Regions from separate parts of the Zea mays genome. Here region 2 is linked to region 1. A link is a contact called in public Hi-C data. All regions are on one chromosome and are shown on one strand. Each heading gives the region's core, a stretch centred on a gene start, on an enhancer-like site or on the middle of the called end of the contact. The rest is flanking DNA. Distances are from core to core; before and after follow the strand shown. Region 1 holds the start of LOC103637691 (NAC domain-containing protein 86). Region 2 holds the start of LOC100272361.

Region 1 (7,919 bases), core at 3,795-6,294:
CCTCAGTCTGGTGCAAGTCTAGCTGGTCTTAGCCAAACTTCTTCAATCCGATTTCTCTTATTTTGACAAGGTTCCTAGCACTTAGTATAATAATGTTAGTACCATAAACAAGAATTATAGTCGCGGCGCATTGAATTTTTCCCGAGAGCGGCTTATTTGCCGGGGCACCAGCCTCTCCGGTGCCACACCGAACAGTCCGGTGCACCTCAGTCTAGTGCAAGTCTAGCTGGTCTTAGCCAAACTTCTCCAATCCGATTTCTCTTATTTTGACAAGGTTCATAGCACTTAGTATAATAATGTTAGTACCATAAACAAGAATTATAGTCGCGGCACGTTGAGTTTTTCCCGAGAGCGGCTTATTTGCCGGGGCACCAGCCTCTCCGGTGCCACACCGAACAGTCCGGTGCACCTCAGTTTGGTGCAAGTCTAGCTGGTCTTAGCCAAACTTCTCCAATCCGATTTCTCTTATTTTGACAAGGTTCCTAGCATTTAGTATAATAATGTTAGTACCATAAACAAGAATTATAGTCGCGGCGCGTTGAGTTTTTCCCGAGAGCGGCTTATTTGCCAGGGCACCAGCCTCTCCGGTGCCACACCGAACAGTCCGGTGCACCTCAGTCTGGTGCAAGTCTAGCTGGTCTTAGCCAAACTTCTCCAATCCGATTTCTCTTATTTTGACAAGGTTCCTAGCACTTAGTTTAATAATGTTAGTACCATAAACAAGAATTATAGTCGCGACACGTTGAGTTTTTCCCGAGAGCGGCTTATTTGCCGGGGTAGCAGCCTCTCCGGTGCCACACCGAACAGTCCGGTGCACCTCAGTTTGGTGCAAGTCTAGCTGGTCTTAGCCAAACTTCTCCAATCCGATTTCTCTTATTTTGACAAGGTTCCTAGCACTTAGTATAATAATGTTAGTACCATAAACAAGAATTATAGTCGCGGCGCGTTGAGTTTTTCCTGAGAGCGGCTTATTTGCCGGGGCACCAGCCTCTCCGGTGCCACACCGAACAGTCCGGTGCACCTCAGTCTGGTGCAAGTCTAGCTGGTCTTAGCCAAACTTCTCCTATCTGATTTCTATTATTTTGACAAGGTTCCTAACACTTAGTATAATAATGTTAGTACCATAAACAAGAATTATAGTCGCGGCGCGTTGAGTTTTTCCCGAGAGCGGCTTATTTGTCGGGGCACCAGCCTCTCCGGTGCCACACCGAACAGTCCGGTGCACCTCAGTCTGGTGCAAGTCTAGCTGGTCTTAGCCAAACTTCTCCAATCCGATTTCTCTTATTTTGACAAGGTTCCTAGCACTTAGTATAATAATGTTAGTACCATAAACAAGAATTATAGTCGCGGCACGTTGAGTTTTTCCCGAGAGCGGCTTATTTGCCGGGGCACCAGCCTCTTCGGTGCCACACCGAACAATCCGGTGCACCTCAGTTTGGTGCAAGTCTAGCTGGTCTTAGCCAAACTTCTCCAATCTGATTTCTCTTATTTTGACAAGGTTCCTAGCACTTAGTATAATAATGTTAGTACCATAAACAAGAATTATAGTCGCGGCGCGTTGAGTTTTTCCCGAGAGCGGCTTATTTGCCGGGGCACCAGCCTCTCCGGTGCCACACCGAACAGTCCGGTGCACCTCAGTCTGGTGCAAGTCTAGCTGTTCTTAGCCAAACTTCTCCAATCCGATTTCTCTTATTTTGACAAGGTTCCTAACACTTAGTATAATAATGTTAGTACCATAAACATGAATTATAGTCGCGGCTCGTTGAGTTTTTCCCGAGAGCGGCTTATTTGCCGGGGCACCAGCCTCTCCGGTGCCACACCGAACAGTCTGGTGCACCTCGGTCTGGTACAAGTCTAGCTGGTCTTAGCCAAACTTCTCCAATCCGATTTCTCTTATTTTGACAAGGTTCCTAGCACTTAGTATAATAATGTTAGTACCATAAACAAGAATTATAGTCGCGGCGCGTTGAGTTTTTCCCGAGAGCGGCTTATTTGCCGGGGCACCAGCCTCTCTGGTGCCACACCGAACAGTCCGGTGCACCTCAGTCTGGTGCAAGTCTAGCTGGTCTTAGCCAAACTTCTTCAATCCGATTTCTCTTATTTTGACAAGGTTCCTAGCACTTAGTATAATAATGTTAGTACCATAAACAAGAATTATAGTCGCGGCGCATTGAGTTTTTCCCGAGAGCGGCTTATTTGCCGGGGCACCAGCCTCTCCGGTGCCACACCGAACAGTCCGGTGCACCTCAGTCTAGTGCAAGTCTAGCTGGTCTTAGCCAAACTTCTCCAATCCGATTTCTCTTATTTTGACAAGGTTCATAGCACTTAGTATAATAATGTTAGTACCATAAACAAGAATTATAGTCGCGGCACGTTGAGTTTTTCCCGAGAGCTGCTTATTTGCCGGGGCACCAGCCTCTCCGGTGCCACACCGAACAGTCCGGTGCACCTCAGTTTGGTGCAAGTCTAGCTGGTCTTAGCCAAACTTCTCCAATCTGATTTCTCTTATTTTGACAAGGTTCCTAGCATTTAGTATAATAATGTTAGTACCGTAAACAAGAATTATAGTCGCGGCGCGTTGAGTTTTTCCCGAGAGCGGCTTATTTGCCAGGGCACCAGCCTCTCCGGTGCCACACCGAACAGTCCGGTGCACCTCAGTCTGGTGCAAGTCTAGCTGGTCTTAGCCAAACTTCTCCAATCTGATTTCTCTTATTTTGACAAGGTTCCTAGCACTTAGTTTAATAATGTTAGTACCATAAACAAGAATTATAGTCGCGACACGTTGAGTTTTTCCCGAGAGCAGCTTATTTGCCGGGGCAGCAGCCTCTCCGGTGCCACACCGAACAGTCCGGTGCACCTCAGTTTGGTGCAAGTATAGCTGGTCTTAGCCAAACGTCTCCAATCCGATTTCTCTTATTTTGACAAGGTTCCTAGCACTTAGTATAATAATGTTAGTACCATAAACAAGAATTATAGTCGCGGCGCGTTGAGTTTTTCCCGAGAGCGGCTTATTTGCCGGGGCACCAGCCTCTCCGGTGCCACACCGAACAGTCCGGTGCACCTCACTCTGGTGCAAGTCTAGCTGGTCTTAGCCAAACTTCTCCAATCCGATGTCTCTTATTTTGACAAGGTTCCTAGCACTTAGTATAATAATGTTAGTAACATAAACAATTTACTAAGGTTAGAATCATACCTTGCTTTTTTATTTTCATCTTCTTTGACACTTAGCTTATATCAACCAAAACAATATGTGTTGGACATTTAATCACCAAAACATTTATAGAAATGGCTCAAGGGCACATTTCCCTTTCAGAGTTAGGAAGGAATATTCGGACCAATGTCCGATCTACCACGAACCACAGGCACGGCCGGGTCGACGGCGACGGCGGCGCCCGCACGCGTGTTGTAGTACTTCATCCTTTTTTTAACTTCTTAATAGATACACCAATGGTCCATATATTTAAGTTGATTGATTTGTCCCTTTAACTTCCAATATAATACTAAATTATTAGTACACCATTTTATTAAAGTAGACTATTAGGATTGGCTATTATTAACTATTAATTTGGGTTAAGTCCACATTAATCCAACATCCCTAATAAATAGATTTAGATTGCTTAAAAATGATGGTTGCCTAGTTGGTTGCAGCGTTGGTGCAGGCATTGAAATGCCAGCTCGCGTGAATCTCATGGTTCCTCTTTTTGCCTTTTTCTGGTAATTAATGTATGTATGCATGTACGTACTGTGCATGGAAAAACGAACTGTCTGAGGGATATACTAGTCCAAAATGAGCTCTAAATGCTTCAACATCAAGTTTTTTGCATTCAAAGTAAAAAACCCTTAAACATCAAGTATTTGAAGATTGGAGGGAGTAGTTAGTAAGATACGGTGCGACCAGATTTTTTTGTTGTATTTTAGTTATTTTTCCGAACAATTTTCACGTTTAGACCTATAGAGTACTTAATGTTGTTTTATGATTTTTTTTAGCGTCATAGATCATAGCGCCGAGATAACACTTATCGGCGTCATGACCTATAGCACCGGTCACCGCAGGCACAGGTGGGCTGGCGTGGCAGCAGACGTAACTCTTTTTGTTGAAAAAAAAGCTAAAATAAAAAGGAAATAAGTTAAAATACAAAAACGTGCCATGACCCGTCTGGAATAAGTTAAGTCGATCAGCCACCTGTCTGAACATGAGCTGTAAAAACCAAGAGAAAACAGGCGAGAGTAATAAGAATTAAAAAAAACTGGGCGGTGAAGAAAACTCATCCCATCCTCGGGCTCATCTCCAAATCCAGCAACGACGGGCTAAGCACGGATCTACTACTAGCTAGCATCTACCTCATGGATGATATGGACAAACCAAAAAAGTTTATATGAACAGACAAATTCGCGCTTTTGGGCCAGGCGGCACAACAATCCGGAGAGCGCGCGCGCGCGCGCAGCAAAAGCGGAGAAGGGCCCCCGATCTGAAGCCGATCCCGGAACGGTATAAACGGCCGCCTCTACTAGATTAGTAGGATCAGACACAGTACGTAGATGGAAACTACGTGCAGGTGCAGGTGCAGGACAGACAACACGCATGCTTTGCTTTGCTTTGCTTTGTGTGGGCTCCTCCAGCCCTCCTTAGCTAGCTGTCGATTCGCAAGCACGACTACCTGAACGAAACACGGACGACCATGTGGCTAGCATGTACCTGTACCCACTGACGAATGGACTGAGCTGAGCGCACGCACGCACCGTACCACACGAGAGGGGCTTGACACGCGTTGCGCGCTCTTTTGGTTAGCAGCCAGTCATCGCAAGGCGGCCAGCGGTTTTGGCGAGCTGCGTGTGTGTGTGTCCAGTGACAAGGTTTCACGCGGCGGCTGGGTGGTGGTGGACTGGTGGTGGTGGCGCGAGAGGTAGGCTTTGGAATTGCTTCGCGCGGACGACCGCCGACCTCGCCCTCGCTTTCCCTAGTTCCCAGTTTAGACTAGTAGTTTGTAGTTTCCGTGTCCGTTTCCCCTGTCCGCGTCCGTGTCTATATAAACGGCATCGCCCCGCGGCTTCTCACACCCTCTCCTCCTCCTCCCTCCTGCCGCTGCTCTCTCTCTCTCCGTTCCTGATCGGCAAGGCAACTTATTGAAGCAGCCTCTCTCCCTCGACGGCTGGACCTCAACAATTGTTTGTTCTTGAGGCCCGCCAGACCTTAATAATCTTGCTGGCTGGCTGGCTGGTAACTTACTAATCTAGCTAGCTATAGGCGGCTCTGACCCTCTGATAATGGTCTTGGACTCCATCGGCTTCTTCTTCGTCGTCGTCATAGTCATCCCCCGCGCGCTGCTTAGGAAGAGCTTCTATTTCTGGATCTTCCACGTCTTCAACAGATATCCCCTCCTCAACCTCCTCCTCTTCCATTGCCAGCCGCGCACTGATCTATCTACTAACCGCCGCTCTAGCTAGCACACAGCCTACACATACGCATCTGCTGCCTGAAATATTTGCTTGGCAGAGTTGACATTTACATTCGATCTCTCGGTTACTAGTGTAGTAGTAGTGTTGGATCGGCAGCATTTATTTGCTTCCCCCTGCCGCTGCCGGCCATGGGCACCATGACCCTGCCGCCCGGGTTCCGCTTCCACCCCACCGACGACGAGCTGGTGAGCTACTACCTCAAGAGGAAGGTGGACAACCTCAAGATCGAGCTCGAGGTCATCCCCGTCGTCGACCTCTACAAGTCCGAGCCATGGGAACTACCAGGTGTGTGTGTACTTGCTACTAGCTGTATACCCTATATATCCTGTCGTTCTTCTCTCCCGGCCCGGGCATCTCGCTCTCTCCCCTTTTTCTCCCTAGCTAGCTAGGCTAGGCCGGTCGCAGATAACAGCATATATAGGCTTTTCAACAACAACAACAAAAAAGAAACATGGTGCTCAGAACAGAGAATCACTGTATTATTTCCGTACGTAACTGGTTAATTAATTGTTGCAGACAAGTCGTTCCTGCCGAAGCGCGACCTGGAGTGGTTCTTCTTCTGCCCCCGCGATCGCAAGTACCCCAACGGGTCGCGCACCAACCGCGCCACGGCGACGGGCTACTGGAAGGCGACGGGCAAGGACCGGCGCGTGGCGTGCGACGGCGGCGTCTACGGCCTCCGCAAGACGCTCGTCTTCTACCGCGGCCGCGCGCCAGGCGGCGAGCGCACCGACTGGGTCATGCACGAGTACCGCCTCTGCCAGGACCTCGTCCACGGCGCGTGCAACTTCATCGTACGCGCTGCGTCCCCTTCAACTCGTCCCATCATTCTATTCTCTTCTCTTCTGCTCATCGCTCAGCTAATTAGCTAAACTGACCGCCGGCTGCTCACGTACGTACGTGTGTGCAGGGCGCCTACGCGCTGTGCCGCGTGATCAAGCGGCACGAGGCCGGGCTGCTGCTGCCGCCGCCTGCGAGCAGGGCCAAAGCGGCCGGCAGCGCGAGAGGGCACATGATGAGCGAGGTCTCCAGCGGCGAGCAGCTAAGCGCGTCGTCGTCGCCGTCGCCGTTCACGCCCGCCAACTCCAGCCCCACTCGTCCCACGCTGGACGCGGCGGGAGCTGTAACGTGCGCCATGGCTCCTGAACCCGGCAACGCGTTCCAGCTGGCGCACGACGCGAGCGCGGCCCTTCCCTCCCTCGCGCTGCCTCCGCCGCCCCTGCTCCTGCCGTCTCCCCACGAGGACGACACGTTTTTCGTCAGCGAAGGCCTCCCCGCCGCGGCGGCGGACTGGTTCGGCGGAGACATGGGCGGCGTCTCGGAGTCGGAGCAGGAGCTGAAATGGGACGCCTTGTTCCCCTGCACAGGCACGTTCCCGAGCGTAGGTAGGTACACTCCTGACTCCTCCCTCCTATGCAGGCATCCATGATCCATCCATGTGAGTGACGGCGGCCTGCTGTCTGAACGTGTGCAGGTGTCGACACGTGGAACGCGGCGGCCGCGAGCCCGACGACCATGCTGTGCCGGCAGGCGAGCGACGGCATCGACGACCTGGCCGCCTTCTTCTTCTCGGAGGACAACAGGATCGTCTTCTGAATCCTTTTAATAACAGAACAGAGCACAGCACAGCACATATTGGGAACTATTGCTACAGAGGGTGATGGCGTCTTTTTTATTACAGTCTTCTCTGTAGCACTCGGTCGGTGTGCTGTGTACGGCCGTGTCACTTTCTAATACTACTTAGTACTACTACTACTTGCGTGCTTGACCAGTACTGTACTGTGATGTGTACGACAACGCAAAATATTGCACTGCTTTGTAGCCCCTTGTTAACCATTCTCAATTCAATGCCATTATTGTATTGTACCCCGGCAATTACATGTTGCGTGCAGTGCTGCGATCACGATTGGGGTTTCTGTTCATCATCATCAGCAGCAGAAGAAGAAGAAGCTACTCCAAGCAAGGTAGGGAAGTAGGCACAGTATAACGTTGAAGGTGGTGTGGTGGCAGCCAGCTGAAATAGCTTCATGAGATGAGAAGATGGCGCGCGGAAAGCAAGGGATGGCTTAGCAGCCAAGGACGAACCAAGCAGCTAGCAGACCAGTTACGTGACCATTCACCTCAGGGAAACGAAACGGTGGACACGAACATTCCCCAGGAACCTGGACGACGGCACGCAATTCAGAGCCAGGAAAGCGCTACTAGTATTATTCAGGACAGAAAGGGGACGGGAGAATATATAGCATGGGCCATGGGGGAAACAGGTCGCCGTCGTTCCACGAATCTGACGGCGAAAGGAGGTGAGGGCGGCGAGCAGCCATCGTCAGCAAGTGATAATCATGTTCATGTCAAACGCGGGTGCGCGCTCCCTTTTTCTCTCAGTCTCCGCACCGCACCAGCTTGCGAATGTTTTGCGCTGGGAGCAGCGGAGAGTCGGCCGGAGGAATCCCTGTCTCTGCTTG
Region 2 (7,919 bases), core at 3,963-6,462, 230 kb after region 1:
TGGTCCCTGCGCTCCAAACTCAACAATTTTCCATATGCTTTCGTGGAGTGAGGTTAGATGGTGCCTCATTTTATCACTCCACATACAGTAATCTTCACCATCAAAATATGGTGGTTTGCCTAGGGGTACCGAAAGTAAAGGAGCGTGTTTTGGTATACGAGGATAGCGTAGAGGCATTTTACTATACTTCTTGCGCTCTTGACATTTTGAAGTAGTGGACTCGGCGCCGGATGTGGAAGGTGATGAAGAGTCGGTCTCGTAGTAGACCACATTCTTCATTTTATTTTTCTTCTTGTCACCCTTCCTATGTGACTTGATGGAGGAAGAGGATTCCTCCTTGTATTTGTCGTCGGACTCTCTCGACGGAGTCCTTCCTGAGCCTATGTCCTTGTCGCCGGGGACAATCTCCCTCTTGGCGTGATCTCTAGACATCACTTCGAATTTGTAGACTCTTAATGAAGCAATGGCTCTGATATCAATTGAAAGTCGTTGAGGGGGTGAATAGGCGAAACATGAAATTTACAAACTTATAACAAGCACTAAGCCTGGGTTAGCGTTAGAGTTAAATCGGAGTACAGAAGAATGTTTCTATTACTATGAGTTGCTCAAATTGATGCGGATAACTTTGGGAGCAAACTCAATTTAATATTAGCAAGGGAACTTTTAGAGAGAGGAAAGAGGGGAAAACAAATCAAGTGAAGATCACACAAATGAACATGGTGATTTGTTTACCGAGGTTTGTTTCTAGAGAACCTAGTCCCCGTTGAGGAGGCCACAAAGGCCGGGTCTATTCCAACCCTTTCCCTCTCTCAATCGGTCACACAGACCGGTCGAGGCTTCTCCTTAATCACTTGGGTCAATAAGACATCGCAAGGATCACCACACACTTAGGTTTCTCTTGCTAGCTTTACAAAGCACTTAGAGAATTAAGAATGAGAAGGAGAAAACAATCCAAGCAACAAGAGCAACAAAAGAACACAAAACACCCTCTCCCAAGTCATTAAGGAATTGAGTTGATTTGGAGGCTTGGAGAGCATTTGCTATATTGAATGTGTCTTGGAGTATAGTCTTTTGCTCTTGCAATGAATGTGAAGTTCAGAAAACTTGGATGACTTGAATGGAGGTGGTTGGGGGGTATTTATAGCCCCCAACCACTATTCTAGCCGTTGCTGGCGATGGAGCACCGAACATGGCACTGTTCACTGTCCGGTGCGTTCCACGTCAGCACACCATTGGGGTTTATAGTGGGTGACCATTGGAGTCCTTTGTCCTGTAGCTGCACCGGATAGTCTGGTGGCACACCGGACATATCTGGTGCATTCTGACTTCGCAGCCTAACATCTGACTTCTGTACTGTGTGCTTTTACTATACACGCAGTCGACCGTTGAGCGCCAGGTTACCGTTGCTCCTTTGGCTCACCGGACATGTCTGATGCACACCGGACAGTCCGGTAAATCATAGTGGAGCGTCCCATGGAAAAACCCGAGAGTGAGCAGTTTGCTGGGTGCTCTGCCTGGGGCATCGGACACTGTCCGGTGCGCCACAGGCAACACCATTTCATGTCTTTGCTCCATACTTTTTGAGTCCCCAACTTAATTTCTTTCTTGGTTTATGTTGAACCTTATGCACCTGAGATACATGACATCTAGACAAACTTAGTTAGTCCACGTGGTTTGTGATGGACGTCAAACACCAAAATCGAGTATAGGAAATGTTTTAACCCCTTTTCCCTTTCACTTGCTTATCTATAGCCCGAGGGGAGACTGACATTCCTTCTAAGACCGTGGTTCCTTCCGGGAGTTCCCAAGCCTTCTTTTCTGCTTTGATAGAGACCGGGTGGCCTTCAAGAATCTGGGGATCTTCAGCTCTCATGGGTTGGACTGGGTTGGATGAAGCGGGTTCTTGGATTCGTAGAGCTATACGTTGGTTGTGGGTTACCAAGTAGGCCTACATCAACTTCTGGATGTGCTCGTACTTGGCTTGCTTTAGGGCTTCAACAACAACGGCTTCACAACTTTCCAAGGCAGCTACATGAGCCTGAGTTGTGGTGAGATCCACATGGAGCTGACGCTTGCGCTTCTCTACATCTTCTGCTCGGGCAATCATCTGACGGTGGTGCCGAGCCGAGAGATCATACTGTGCATCCAGGGTAAGCAGGTATTCAGTGAGGTACACGACTGTGGGGTCGTCCTCAAGCAGTTGTTGTCCTTCCAATGCATGCATCCTGGCCATCCAAACAGGACAGTCTCTCTGAAAGGGTGGAAAGAAACTAAGCGGGTATTAGTTACATTAATGTTTAGTACTTCGCCAAGGTAATACATCAATCATTTCATTTATTCTAGCTAAGCCTAGGGGCTTTGGCATCTCAGGTATAATTATATTCAAGGACACACGAGTAGGTTTTAGAATTAAGCCCCACTAGTGGGCCAGAAAATCTCGCTTAGGGGCAACCATCGTTGCAACGGATATGATAAAGTTTTCACCCGTGTTCGTGTGTAATTCAAAGGTGCCAAACCACTCATATACAAGTGATCTCTCATTTTTGTCTTGGACAATTACTCTTTATGACCCCCCTGAGGATGTCTAATACCCTAAGAGTTGTTTTCGTATATCAATTACTTGGTTTTAGGCTCAAGGGGTGCGAGACATATGTCCTTGGTGGATGCATTCAATTTTTTGAATAAGGATCTATTAAAGTCAAAAGATTACATGAAAGGCCCTCAAACTCTTTATGTTAAACAACACGAGGCTTGGGGCTACACCTAATGGATGTGCTTTATAAGAAAGGGCACACCATTTGAAAAAAGTTTGAAAAGCACTTTATGACTTCTATCAAAACAATACTCAGATGTTGCTTGCAAGAAGATTTTAAAGTTCAACCATAAAGATATCAGAGGCTTGGAAAACTAAGATCATGGTTTTCCATAGGGCCGACTAGCCTGCAAGAAGATGAGTCAACCATGGACTACTAGAAAGGCATGGGACAAGCCGACGTGGCTTCCAGTGAGAAAATCGACCTAGTCGACTAAAGGAAGGACAATCTTTATAATAGTATTAGAACTCTTCTGTCTTAGTTGACTAGGACTATAACCGTGTGTCTACCCTAGGTAGAGGTACACCTATTTAATATAACATAAACAATAATTCAACGAAAGACTATCCAACACACAAGACATATGATATTACACTATTTAGTGGTCTAAATCTGTCTAAATTGTCGTTTCATGTTAACCATTGAATTTTGTTTTTCGTCGACACCCACCAAATCTTACCTTGAGTGACCTCATAGTAAGATTGTTGCTCATCAGACATCGACAATAGCTAGCCATTACAATCAGATCATGGCGCGACGTCCATTGTACTCTAGATACACCAGTGCCTTATGGTAGTTTGTTCTCTATAGCATGAGCTACAACCTCCCTAGTAGAATGAACCAGAGCACTTGTCCGGTGAACGCTTTAGCTTCTGGTCCAATGTACACATTGCAATTTGGTGTACCCCAACTCGCTACATTGGACACTTTCGATATCAATGTTGTCGCTATCCCTGAGATACGACACATGTCCTATTTGGTGCCTCTCTTTGGCACATACTAGACACTTGTGGTGCTATATGTCCAAAGGAGTCCTGAACCGAGCAGAGTACGTGGCATGGTTTTGATTGTGTCTTAATTGAGCATTGTAATAGGATGCTAATCAGGTGGTTTATATGTTAGCTTGGCTAGCTTTCCAAGAAAGAAAAGATTATATTTAGATCGATGAACTCCCTAACTTTATTTTACATTATCTAGTAAACAATGTAAGTATTTTCTTAAATTAATAAAGTGCAACAGTTAACTTCCTAAAAAGAACAATTGACACAAAAGAGTTTCGTTTTGGACGTCTAAGTCAAACAATCATAACTTTGGCTACCAATCTTCAAGCCACCTCCAACGTCTATCCCCACCTCTGCCCCGCCCCACATCCCATGCCATTTGGGGGGATTTGCCCTCCAATGGCTCTCTCAATATGTTAACTAGGTCTTTCCTTTGCGATTCTATTCTTGTTTAAGCTTTGTAACATAATAACAATTTGTATTATGATAGTATAAATGCTCTATGATTTTTAAAATTTCAAAAATTGATGATTTTTTTAAATAACTGAGTTATAATGTATATAGGGAGTTGAATAGGGAATGATTAGATACTGCCTTGTATGCGAGGGAGTATCATTTAGGGAACGATTGAAGATGATAATGATTAAATATGGTCTAAAAGGTTCATGTATTTTCACAAAATAAATCTAAAAATAAAATTCACAACATAGATATAAACCATATATATATTATGAAACTGTTTTTCTTAATAAATCTAAAAACATAAATATCATATTATTAATCTCTACAGCTTTTTAAAGTTAACAGTAAAAGATAAACATATTTAACTTAGAATACAACTAAGGCCCTATTTGTTTCGTTGGAATTGAATTCCATTCTAATAATTATAATTTAGACAAAACTAATTAAGTTCATATATTTATATATGTAATTTATTTGTATTTATCTTAAATCATATGAGAAAGATAATTATATACTATATTTATATTATAGAACATTTATATTATAGCGAAGCAAGTATAAGAATGTGTTATAAGTTGTACATTAGAAAAATGACATGAAAATCTATAGAATCAATTTCCATCTCTCACCCCATGAATTTGAGATAGAATTATATGATAATTTTGGAAAGTGGTGGAATATCACGTTTAAAAAAATAGCCTATTTCATTAGTAAGATTTTAATTTCTCAAAATGAAAGAAAAAACGGGACCTAATAGAAAAAGGGGAAGTATACATTAAAGTCAAATCTTGCTTAAGAAATGTCCAAGAAATTATTTTCTTGGCGTATTGTTCGAATATATACGGCGGTTAATACCACTGTGTTCGTTTTACTTTAAAACATGACATTATTTAATGATAAAAAAGGGGGGAAAAGAGAAGAAAACAACGCAAGCTCACTCGCGCTGAAGCCAATTAGGCAAACACGGAAGCCAATTGTCCTGAATGATCCCTCTCCCTACGTGGTAGTAGGGGCTGAAGCCACGAAGACAGAAGGTAAAAGTGAGATCGGAAGCAAGCAACAGCTTGGAAAACGGGCAGAAAAATAAAACGGAAAAGGAGCCAACCAAACCGATCGGTCGACCGATCAATCTCAATCGAAGCACCAGGAAAACTCGCGCAACACAAATCTCAACAATTATCCGGCTGGTGCGCCGGCGAGCACCGTCCTCCGGCGACCGGCTGGGCAGCAGCAGCAAAGGGGGATCTTGTCACGCTTCGAGATCGGTCGCCGCGCTGGGGGCGACTCACTCGCGCCACTCTTCCCCTTCCCTGCGCTGGTGGCGGAACCCTAATGCCGGCCCGAGTCTAGCCGCCATGGACTTTGCCAGCCGCCACGCCGCAGCGGAGGCGGCCACATCGGCATCCGCCGCTGCCCCCGCGGGCGTCGCCGAGGAGCCCGAGTACCTCGCCCGGTACCTCGTCGTCAAGCACTCTTGGAGGGGAAGGTACCGCCGGGTCCTTTGCATCGCCTCTTCCGGCGTCGTCACGCTCGACCCCACCACGCTCAACCTCACCAACTCCTACGATGCCCGCTCCGAGTTCGACCACGCTGAGGCTCTCACCGCCACCGACGAGTTCACGCTCGCAGTCCGCACCGATGCCCGCAGCAAGTTCAAGCCCATGCGCTTCTCGTCGCCGCTCCGCCCGGGGATCCTCACCGAACTCCACCGCCTCCGCCCGGTCCAGGCCTCCTTCGACTTCCCCGTTCTCCACCTCCGCCGACGCACCCACGAATGGTCCTCCTTCGTAAGCACACCCCCTTCCTGAATACCCGCTTCTATCAACTTCACATCCCGCTACTATCTACCGTGTTGTGCTGCCGTGAACAAAAAAAAAAAAAATAGAAATACAAGGCTGTGTTTCTTTTCTTTTTTGAAATAAACAAAGGCTTAGTTTCTGTAAGCAATTGTGCTGTACAACTCTATTCTGATCAATTGATGCTTCCATGCCCAATCTCATCTAGTACTACCCTACTTCATGATTCAACTTGTTGCATCCTTAAGATAATTCACCAGATCTCATAGCACCAGGCTACAAGTTCAAGCAGAACTATTGAAGATAATTCACATATTCACACATTCATTCTTGTTCAGTTGTTTGCGATTTTTTAACTATATGAAAAATAGTGCCACAAAATGTGCTCAAAATAACGACATGCTATGAAATACTACTCCCTCCAGTCAGATCCATATGATGTTTCAGACAGCAAGTCTGGCTTGCTTTTAACTTTAGTTTGTTGTTCGAAATGTCATATATAAGTGACTGGATGTGGTAGATGATTGTAGTGTACCAGTTCTATGGTCATTATTTAGATACCTAGCTGATTGCGGAGACCATCTTTGATAACTTATTACTCACATAATGCTGTATTGAAAGAAATACTGTTGTATTATCATCACATGATGTCTAATACTTTGGTTCTTGTATCTGAACATTCTGTAGAAATTTAAGGTCACTCCTGTGGGTGTTGAGCTCCTTGAGGCTTCTGGTGATATACGCTGGTGCTTGGACTTCAGAGATATGAATTCTCCGGCAATTGTACTCTTGGGGGATAGCTATGGGAGGAAGACTTCTGAAGGTGGAGGGTTTGTGCTATGCCCTCTTTATGGTAGGAAGTCAAAAGCTTTTATGGCTGCTTCAGGAACTACAAACACTGCAATTATATCGCATATGGTACACAATTTTGACCTTGTTCTTTTTGGTCGTTCCACTCCAGTGATACATGTTTTTTGTAGTTCTATGTAACTTCCTTTGTTGGTCATCTTTCAGACGAAAACTGCCAAATTAAAGATTGGATTATCACTATCTGTGGATAACTCACAATCAATGAAAGCGGATGACTTCATAGCAAAAAGAGGTAGACAGATCTCTAGTGATGGTGAACTTTAGATGTACTCTATTTTATTAGAGAATCTATTTAGATGTTGATAAGGATGAAGATGCTTGCTCAATACTTTTATATATCTACTTGATGTTCTCACTGCATTATCATGCCTCTAGTTTTGCCTTTCCATCCATATGTTTTGTAACTTGGCAGCTTGCAAAACACAAATGAACTGTGAGAATTAGGTAAAATGCCACCTTCAAGCTCCACATTGATCAACAAAATTCGCACTTGTCTCATGTTTTCGTTACACATTTATTGATGCTGCCGACCCTACATTCGTCTCATATAATAAAGGATTTAAAACTCTCAGTGATAGTTTATTTGTTACCTGTGAGCCCACTATGGTTTTCTCTGATTTTACTTGTATGTGGACTTCTTTCCCAGCTATGGAGGCAGTTGGAGCTGCTGAAACACGGCATGGAGAGTGGTCGGTAACAAGATTACGTTCTGCTGCGCGTGGCACTGCTAATATTGAGAGCTTAAGTTTGGGTGTTGGACCAAGGGGTGGGCTTGGAGAACAGGGTGATTCTGTCTCTCGTCTGCTTGTTCTTACAAGTACTTCACTTGTTGAAAGACGTCCAGAGAACTATGAGGTAGACAGTTTGTCCTCAATTTTATATGAATTGTTTAAACTCTTCTCCCCTAGAGCCATTAGCAATCCAAGAAATGGCAACAGCCCCCAACCCCCTCCCGCCTCCTCCTCCCCCCCCCACACACAAAATAGATCATATGATAGGTTCTTACTGTTACTAACCTTGGATTAGAGAAGGTAATCAGTTCTTAGGACTTGGTAGAATTTATATAGGAGACTCAGCTAATATGGGCCTTAACACCCCCTTTAAACTCAAGGTGGAAGCAGAGGATCTGAAGCATTGAGTTTGAACAAGTTGAGACGATGTTGTTCTCTTGTTTGTGCTTTTGTGAAGAAGTCTGC

What was found. Hi-C and Micro-C count contacts between places; a contact is called where the count stands out from the background.
Region 2: a Hi-C map of ear shows a contact between it and region 1, with 4 times the contacts expected there. The contact joins the promoter of LOC100272361 here to the promoter of LOC103637691 in region 1. A contact is called at or near these places in 7 of 25 Hi-C or Micro-C datasets (bundle sheath, ear, endosperm and 2 more).

What each region holds. Positions count from the first base shown.
Region 1 is chr1:99,494,999-99,502,917 of Zm-B73-REFERENCE-NAM-5.0, forward strand. It overlaps LOC103637691 (NAC domain-containing protein 86), which reads left to right and starts at 5,045. Exons shown (of 5, transcript XM_008660334.4): 1 at 5,045-5,742; 2 at 5,974-6,251; 3 at 6,368-6,746; 4 at 6,749-6,842; 5 at 6,932-7,919. The coding sequence starts at 5,586. The coding sequence ends at 7,118.
Region 2 is chr1:99,722,975-99,730,893 of Zm-B73-REFERENCE-NAM-5.0, forward strand. It overlaps LOC100272361, which reads left to right and starts at 5,213. Exons shown (of 22, transcript NM_001359605.1): 1 at 5,213-5,844; 2 at 6,541-6,771; 3 at 6,868-6,955; 4 at 7,370-7,578. The coding sequence starts at 5,413.